Regions from separate parts of the Gossypium hirsutum genome. Here region 1 is linked to region 2. A link is a contact called in public Hi-C data. All regions are on one chromosome and are shown on one strand. Each heading gives the region's core, a stretch centred on a gene start, on an enhancer-like site or on the middle of the called end of the contact. The rest is flanking DNA. Distances are from core to core; before and after follow the strand shown. Region 1 holds the start of LOC107914750 (receptor-like kinase TMK4). Region 2 holds the start of LOC107914753.

Region 1 (3,439 bases), core at 162-2,661, 130 kb after region 2:
AATATATTTAATATTAATTATTTCAAATTTTCATTTATAGTATCATATATTATGATTTGAGAAAATTCATATATAGAATATTAATTATTAAGAATTTTATTAAATTATATATTTTAATTATAATATATTTAATAATAATTATGTTAGTTTATATTTTACAGTATCATATATTATGATTTGAGTAAATTCATATAAGAATATTAATTATTAAGAATTTTATTAAATTATATATTTTAATTAAAATATATTTAATAATAATTGTGTTAATTTATATTTTACAGTATCATATATTATGATTTGAGTAAATTCATATAAGAATATTAATTATTAAGAATTTTATTAAATTATATATTTTAATTATAATATATTTAATAAAAATTATGTTAATTTATATTTTACAGTATCATATATTATGATTTGAGTAAATTCATATAAGAATATTAATTATTAAGAATTTTATTAAATTATATATTTTAATTATAATATATTTAATAATAATTATGTTTAACTATGATTAAATTATTTATTATTGATATTAATAATCTTATTAAAATTTAAATAAAAATAACAATAATAATTTACCAAAACAAATTTCTGCTAATTATTAAGAATTTTATTAAATTATATATTTTAATTAAAATATATTTAATAATAATTATGTTTAAATATGATTAAATTATTTATTATTGATAATAATAATTTTATTAAAATTTAAATAACAATAACAATAATCATTTACTAAAACAAATTTATGCTAAGGGTATTCTAGTCATTTAGTTTTTTCCATTATGCTATTACACCTCTATTCCATTCAACCAAACACAAGATTACTGTTACGCCTCTATTCCATTACATTCAACCAAACAGTTGATTTGCTATTACACCTTTAATCTAATACACCTCTAATCCAATCCAGCGAACTAAACGTGCTCTTATAGTTTGTTTTTAGAATTTTCACGCTTTTTTATTAAAATTTAAAAGTTACGCGATACTATTTACAAATTTTTTTTTTCGAAACTTTGGAGTCTTTTAGTAATATCTATTTGTTTTTTTATTTTTAATATATAAAATTTTAAAACATTTTTTATAATTTTATTAGTTTTTTAATTTTAATAATGTACGGACTTTTTGTTTTCTTATTATATAATATTTAAAAAAAAAGTCAAAATTCAGAGTTGGATTGGATAATAATTGACGCTATTTTCATTTTTTTCCTTATCCATTTTTTAAAAGTACGGGACATAAGTACTTTATTTTTAGATGGACTATTTTGCTCATATTTGAAATTGATAGGGATGTATGTGAAATTTAAATTATTTTTAGTACTTTACATATTAACTTTTTTTTAGGAAAAAAAAAAAGAAAAGAAACAGGTAAGATATTCTCTCTTTTAAAAAAATTCCAACTAAGAAAATTCCCTTTCATTATTTCTTTTGTCTTTCCCCCAAGAATTCCCTTGCCCTAAAACACTGTTCTTTCTTTTCACTGTTAGGAAAAAAAAGAAAAAAACCATATTCAAAGAACAATCCAACAAACACCATCGTTGTTGGATAATCCAACTGTTTTGGTTTCCGAAACTAACCCAAAAGCAAAAATGCTTAACCGCCACCATATCCTCCTTCCCATCCTCCTTTTCTCCGCCTTTCTCGCCGCCGGGGACGACGGCGCAACCATGCTCAAGATAGCTTCATCCTTCCGCCCTCCTCCCACTGGGTGGTCTTCCACTTCTTCAGACAACTACTGCAAGTGGCCTGGCATAAATTGCGACAAATCCAACAGCGTTACTTCCATCAACCTCTCTTCCAAATCCCTGTCTGGGACCCTTTCCCCCGACATCGCCGCCTTGTCGGAGCTCCAGACTTTGTCACTCCAACGCAACGCTTTGTCCGGGACCATCCCATCTTTGGCCAACCTCTCCAGCTTACAAGAGGTTTACCTTGACAGCAACGCCTTCACCTCTATATCCCCAAACGCCTTCTCCGAATTAACCAGCTTGCAAAAGCTGAGTTTGAGTGACAATGCCGGTTTAAGTCCATGGACTTTCCCAGATTTGTCCCAATCGACGGGACTCGTTGAACTTCAACTAGACAACACCAGCTTGTTCGGTTCCTTGCCTGATATCTTCGATTCTATGAACAGCTTGAAAAGTATAAGGCTGTCTTACAACAATTTGAGCGGCACATTACCAGCTTCTCTCGGTGTTTCAATGGTTCAGAATCTTTGGATCAACAATCAGGATGTTGGGTTCAATGGTACTTTACAAGTTTTATCCAACATGACACAGTTGTCTCAGGTTTGGCTTCAGAAAAACTTGTTTACGGGTCCGATCCCAGATTTGTCTAAATGTTTGGATATTTTCGATCTTCAGCTTAGAGACAATCAGTTGACAGGGCCGGTTCCCAAATCTTTAATTGACCTTCCAAACTTGAAGAATGTTTCATTGTCTAATAATAAATTGCAGGGTCCTTTCCCAGAATTTCCTACCTCAGTTGAGAAAAAAGTTGTTGATGGAAACAATAATTTCTGTAATAGTAATGGGGATCCTTGTGATCCTCAAGTTACTATATTGCTTGAGATTGCTGGGGGTTTTGGGTACCCTGTGCCTCTTTCTGATAAGTGGCCTGGGAATGATGCTTGCGAATGGTCCTTTATTTCTTGTGATTCACAAAAGAATGTGATTACAGTGAATCTGGAAAAGAAAAACTTGGTCGGGACGATTTCTGCGGCCTTTGCCAATCTCATATCATTGAAGAACTTGAATCTGAGTGGTAACGGATTAACTGGTTCAATTCCTGATAGTCTGACTAAGTTGACTAGTTTGCAGCTTCTTGATGTGTCTAATAACAATCTTAGTGGAGACATCCCAAAATTTTCGAATTCAGTAAAATTCTCATACTCGGGGAATAGTTTACTTGGAAAATCTGGTGGTTCTGGTGATGGAGGAGATTCAGGATCTGGAGCAGCCGCTGGAGGTTCGGATGGTAACTTGAAAAGTGGCAATAGTAAGAATTCGATTGCTATGATTGTCGGTATTATTGCTGGTGTATTGATTTTTGTTGCTGTTGTTTGCTTTGTTTCTTATAAGTATGTTATGAACAAGCGGTACGGAAAATTTGGTAAGGTGGAGGGCAGTGATGCTGAGAGGGGTGTGGTTAAGAGTCCAGAAAACGGTGGCAGAATGAATGAGAATGGGGGAGTTCCCAGTGAAATGCTAAGCCAAAGCAGTGGGGATCGTAGTGACCGCCATTTTCTTGAGGGTGGAAATGTAGTGATCTCAATCCAAGTACTAAGACAAGTGACAGATAATTTCAGTGAGGCCAATGTTTTAGGAAGAGGTGGTTTCGGGGTTGTTTATAAAGGGGAACTGCATGATGGCACACAGATTGCTGTCAAAAGGATGGAATGTGTGTCGACCGGTACTAAAGGAATGAATGAGTTT
Region 2 (3,787 bases), core at 290-2,789:
TTGGGATCATAAGTTGATCTTCATTTCTCGAAAATTCAATGAATTGGATATCAAAAACAAAGAAGAGCAAAAATTCTTCACTCATCTTTTTCACCATTTTTGTCAACCTATCTTTCAACAGCTCCAGCAGTGTTGCTGAAATTAATCTGGGGTTGTCCAATATCCAGCTCCTTCGATACTCAAAGATCCATGTGTTGGGATCCATTTGTATTACGGAGGCACCCCATTTGCTTTGTACCCATGATGCATTTGCCTTTCTTGTTGTAATAAATCCATTCCTTCCATAGGACCACTGCAAAATTTTTTAAAAAAAAAAGAAGAAAATTTATGATAACATCAGCACTAGCAAATCCAAAACAGGCAGCAGCAATGACAATCAAATTGATCCTAAGGGTCCTTTTTATATTAATCAAAAAGAAAAACAAGGATAAGTAGATTGTCATTTACTTCAGTTACTCTGCCAGATAAGATAGTAAATGATTTGGAAGAAAACCCAGTAGTAAGCAATCCAGCAGTTTGCAAAGGCCACCCCCAAATCTTGACCTCTTCCATTGCCGATTTATACAACAAACAACGCGAATTTAGAAGCAAACTACCCTGCAATTATTACTCCAAAAGTTATCACGGTTTTTCAATCTTCATTAAAATATTTGTGTTGGACAGAGATAAAAATGGTAACAAGTAATTACACCCTCAAATATGTAGAAGATGCCCTCGAGTAACAGTAATAGGCCATAGGTTTTAAGCACAGAACTTGGGGAGAATTAAAAGAAAAAAGTTTGAACCTGATCAATTTCCCATACGGAATCCGTATTGCTGCAATTAGAAACCTTGAGATTATGAAATCCTTTCAACTCATTTTGCAAGAACCTCAATTTTCCATTCAAATCTTGCATAATTGAAGCCCTTTCACCAATGCTTCTCGCAACATCGCTTGTCAAAACAGGCTTCAAAAACCCACCTACACCCCAAGAAAACCCAACCTCCATTACGAAAACCAAATTCAAACCCATTAATAACTTCCAAAATACACTTTGGAAACCACCTTTTTTCCCCTCCTCTTTCTTCTTCTTTTTCTCCTTGTTTTCTCTCAAGTTTAATCTGGCAGTTGATTTAAGAGCCGGAGATTCCACCAAGCAACAAGAACTCGATGTGGATGTAATGGAAGGATCGAAAGAGATGGGAGAGTGGTTTGCGTATTTAGGCTTGGAAGCAGAGAGTTTAGTGAATGAACTCTTCTGAACGCTGAGGGGCATGAGATCGAGAGTGGCATTGATGCTGGCCAAACAGATTTCGCACTTGCAATTGGCGTCTTTTCTGCAACCAGGGAAGTAGCAGCTGTCTCGGGTTTCGGTACGGACATCATCTTCCATGGTAATGGTGGTCGATTTCATTGAAGAAGATGACGAACTCAGCTGGTGGTGTTTCATTGCTTCTTTTTGTCTCTTTAGGTAATTTCTCTTTGAAAATTGTGGTTAATAGTGTTAAATGAGATCTAACGGACATATTTTTATTGATAGGGTTTTTGAAATTTGAACCTTTAACGGTTATATCATGTGGGATATTTATTTATATATATGTTTTTTCATGAGTGATAATTTAATTTTTTTAGTAAATAAACTAGGGAAAGGGTTAATGCATTATTTACACATCCAATTATCACTTTGATACCTAAATATTCTTTTTTATATCAATTTGATGCTTGAAGTTTTCAAATTTTATACCCGATATCTTAAAGGCCGATTTTTATTATTTCTATTGCAAAAAAAAAGATAAACTACACTATTAATCACTTAACTAAAAAAGTTACAATTTGGTAACGAACGGTTTCGATTTTTTTTTCCATCACTTGACTATTAAGTGACATTTTTTTAGTTGGTATAATAACAATTTTAGTCCTTAGCTTTTGTATTTTCTGTCGATTTGATTCTAATTCTATATAAAAATTATTTTAAAAAGTCAAAATCATTTTAAAAATAGAAAATCATATAAAAAATTCTATAAAAATAAATTCTCTGATATGTTTTTGTTGAAGAACTAATATGTATGGGAAACAAAGAAAATTATCATTCAATAGAATCCAATGACAAATTAAAAATAATACAAAACAAAACAAAAGATAGATCATTACATGCTTATTTAGTGTTCCTCGAAATCAAATTAGTAACATTTTCAAGTTGAGTTCTATGCCCTTGAAGAACATCCTGAATTGATATTACAGAAGCTTGTAAAATCGACTTAGTGCCATTTTTTAAGAAAAAAATTACAAAATATACCACATAATTTCTTTTTTAACTCAATTCAAATTTCCAATTCATTCAAAACCCAAATTGTAAAAACAAATTATATTCTTTTTTTTTCTTATAATGAAAAAAAGCTATGTAAGAGACAAAAGAAGTAAAAATTGGAGAGCCAATAATATTGCTTATCGGAGACAGATGCACGATGTCATAATGAGGAGATATATATGACGTTATGACAACACGATGAGCAAGGGACGATGTCATGACGAGAGTTGTTGAGATGAGGCGACAATCTCTTAAGGCAAGAGCAGGGCGACACCATGACGAGGAGAGTCATGATGTTGCGTCAATATCTTACCTAAAGTAGTCGCATTTTATACTCCAAGTAGGACTTCTTCTCTCAATTAGACTCTAATTATTTCAGGGTTATTTTAGTATGATTAACCCTCTAATCTTAGTCTATTCAAAGGGCCTTCGTAACCTGGGTTCAAACATGCCAATCAGTAAAGATTTTTCTTTAAGGGCGACAAGATGTAACCGCATATGAGCTTCGGTGACAGTTTCGTGGTAATTATGGAGAGAATTCTATTCCCAAGTTAATGTTTTTTATTTGGGGTTTGGGTTTGTACGTTTAGTACATTTAGGTTTATTTTCTCCATATTGTACTCTCATTTGTTTATTCATTTAGTGAAAACCCGAAGCCTCTTTTTGTCCGTGGTTTTTATCCTCTCCGGAGGAGTTTTCCACTTAAATTATCTCTATGCCCAATTTCCTTTTCTCTTTTTCGTTACTGTTTGTTGTTTATACGAGTCGATACCCAACACTCAATATTTTTATTTTTTTCTATATTAATTTTTAAGATTGGGTATTGGATATTTCTATACATATAATACAAAGAGAAAATTTGGAGGGTTTAAAAATAAATTTTCCTCATTTTCTCTCACATTATTTACTTTTGAAAAAATTATCTACTTTTATATAATTTTTAATTTTAGAATTTTCTACATTTTTAAGAAAGAATTTCAAGTTTTTTATCATTATATATAATAAGGGACAATATTATTATACCAATTAAAAAAATGCCACTTAACAATCGGGTGACAAAAAAAAATCGAAAATATTACTGACTAAATTTGTAACTTTTTTTAGTTAAATGACCAAAATAAAAATTTTTCTATAGTTTAGTGACTAATGGTGTAGTTTACCCGAGAGTGTGTCACATTGCACAATTTCTATTTTATTTAAATAAATTCAAAAAATAGAAAAAATGAGAAAATTTTAAAAAAACTAAAAAATCAGAAAAAAAAGTTATGAAAGTTATAAAAAAATCAGAAATTTTAAAATATAGTTTTTTCTAAATAAATAAAATACAAAATAAAGAGAAATATGTAGAAAAGAATATAGAAAAAAACAATATATATATATTACATTTTAATAACCTTAAATGTTTTCTCTATTTGTTTCTAAAATTTCACTTTTTTGGGAAAAGAATTAAAAAATATTTTATTTTTTTAAAGATACACAAAATAAAAAAATGAAAATTC

What was found. Hi-C and Micro-C count contacts between places; a contact is called where the count stands out from the background.
Region 1: a Hi-C map of leaf shows a contact between it and region 2, with 2.1 times the contacts expected there. The contact joins the promoter of LOC107914750 here to the promoter of LOC107914753 in region 2. A contact is called at or near these places in 16 of 34 Hi-C or Micro-C datasets (anther, callus, hypocotyl and 2 more).

Annotation. Positions count from the first base shown.
Region 1 is chrD10:26,297,715-26,301,153 of Gossypium_hirsutum_v2.1, forward strand. LOC107914750 (receptor-like kinase TMK4) reads left to right here and starts at 1,412. Exons shown (of 4, transcript XR_005919296.1): 1 at 1,412-3,439.
Region 2 is chrD10:26,167,304-26,171,090 of Gossypium_hirsutum_v2.1, forward strand. LOC107914753 reads right to left here and starts at 1,540. Exons shown (of 3, transcript XM_016843776.2): 1 at 786-1,540; 2 at 448-597; 3 at 1-292. The coding sequence starts at 1,430.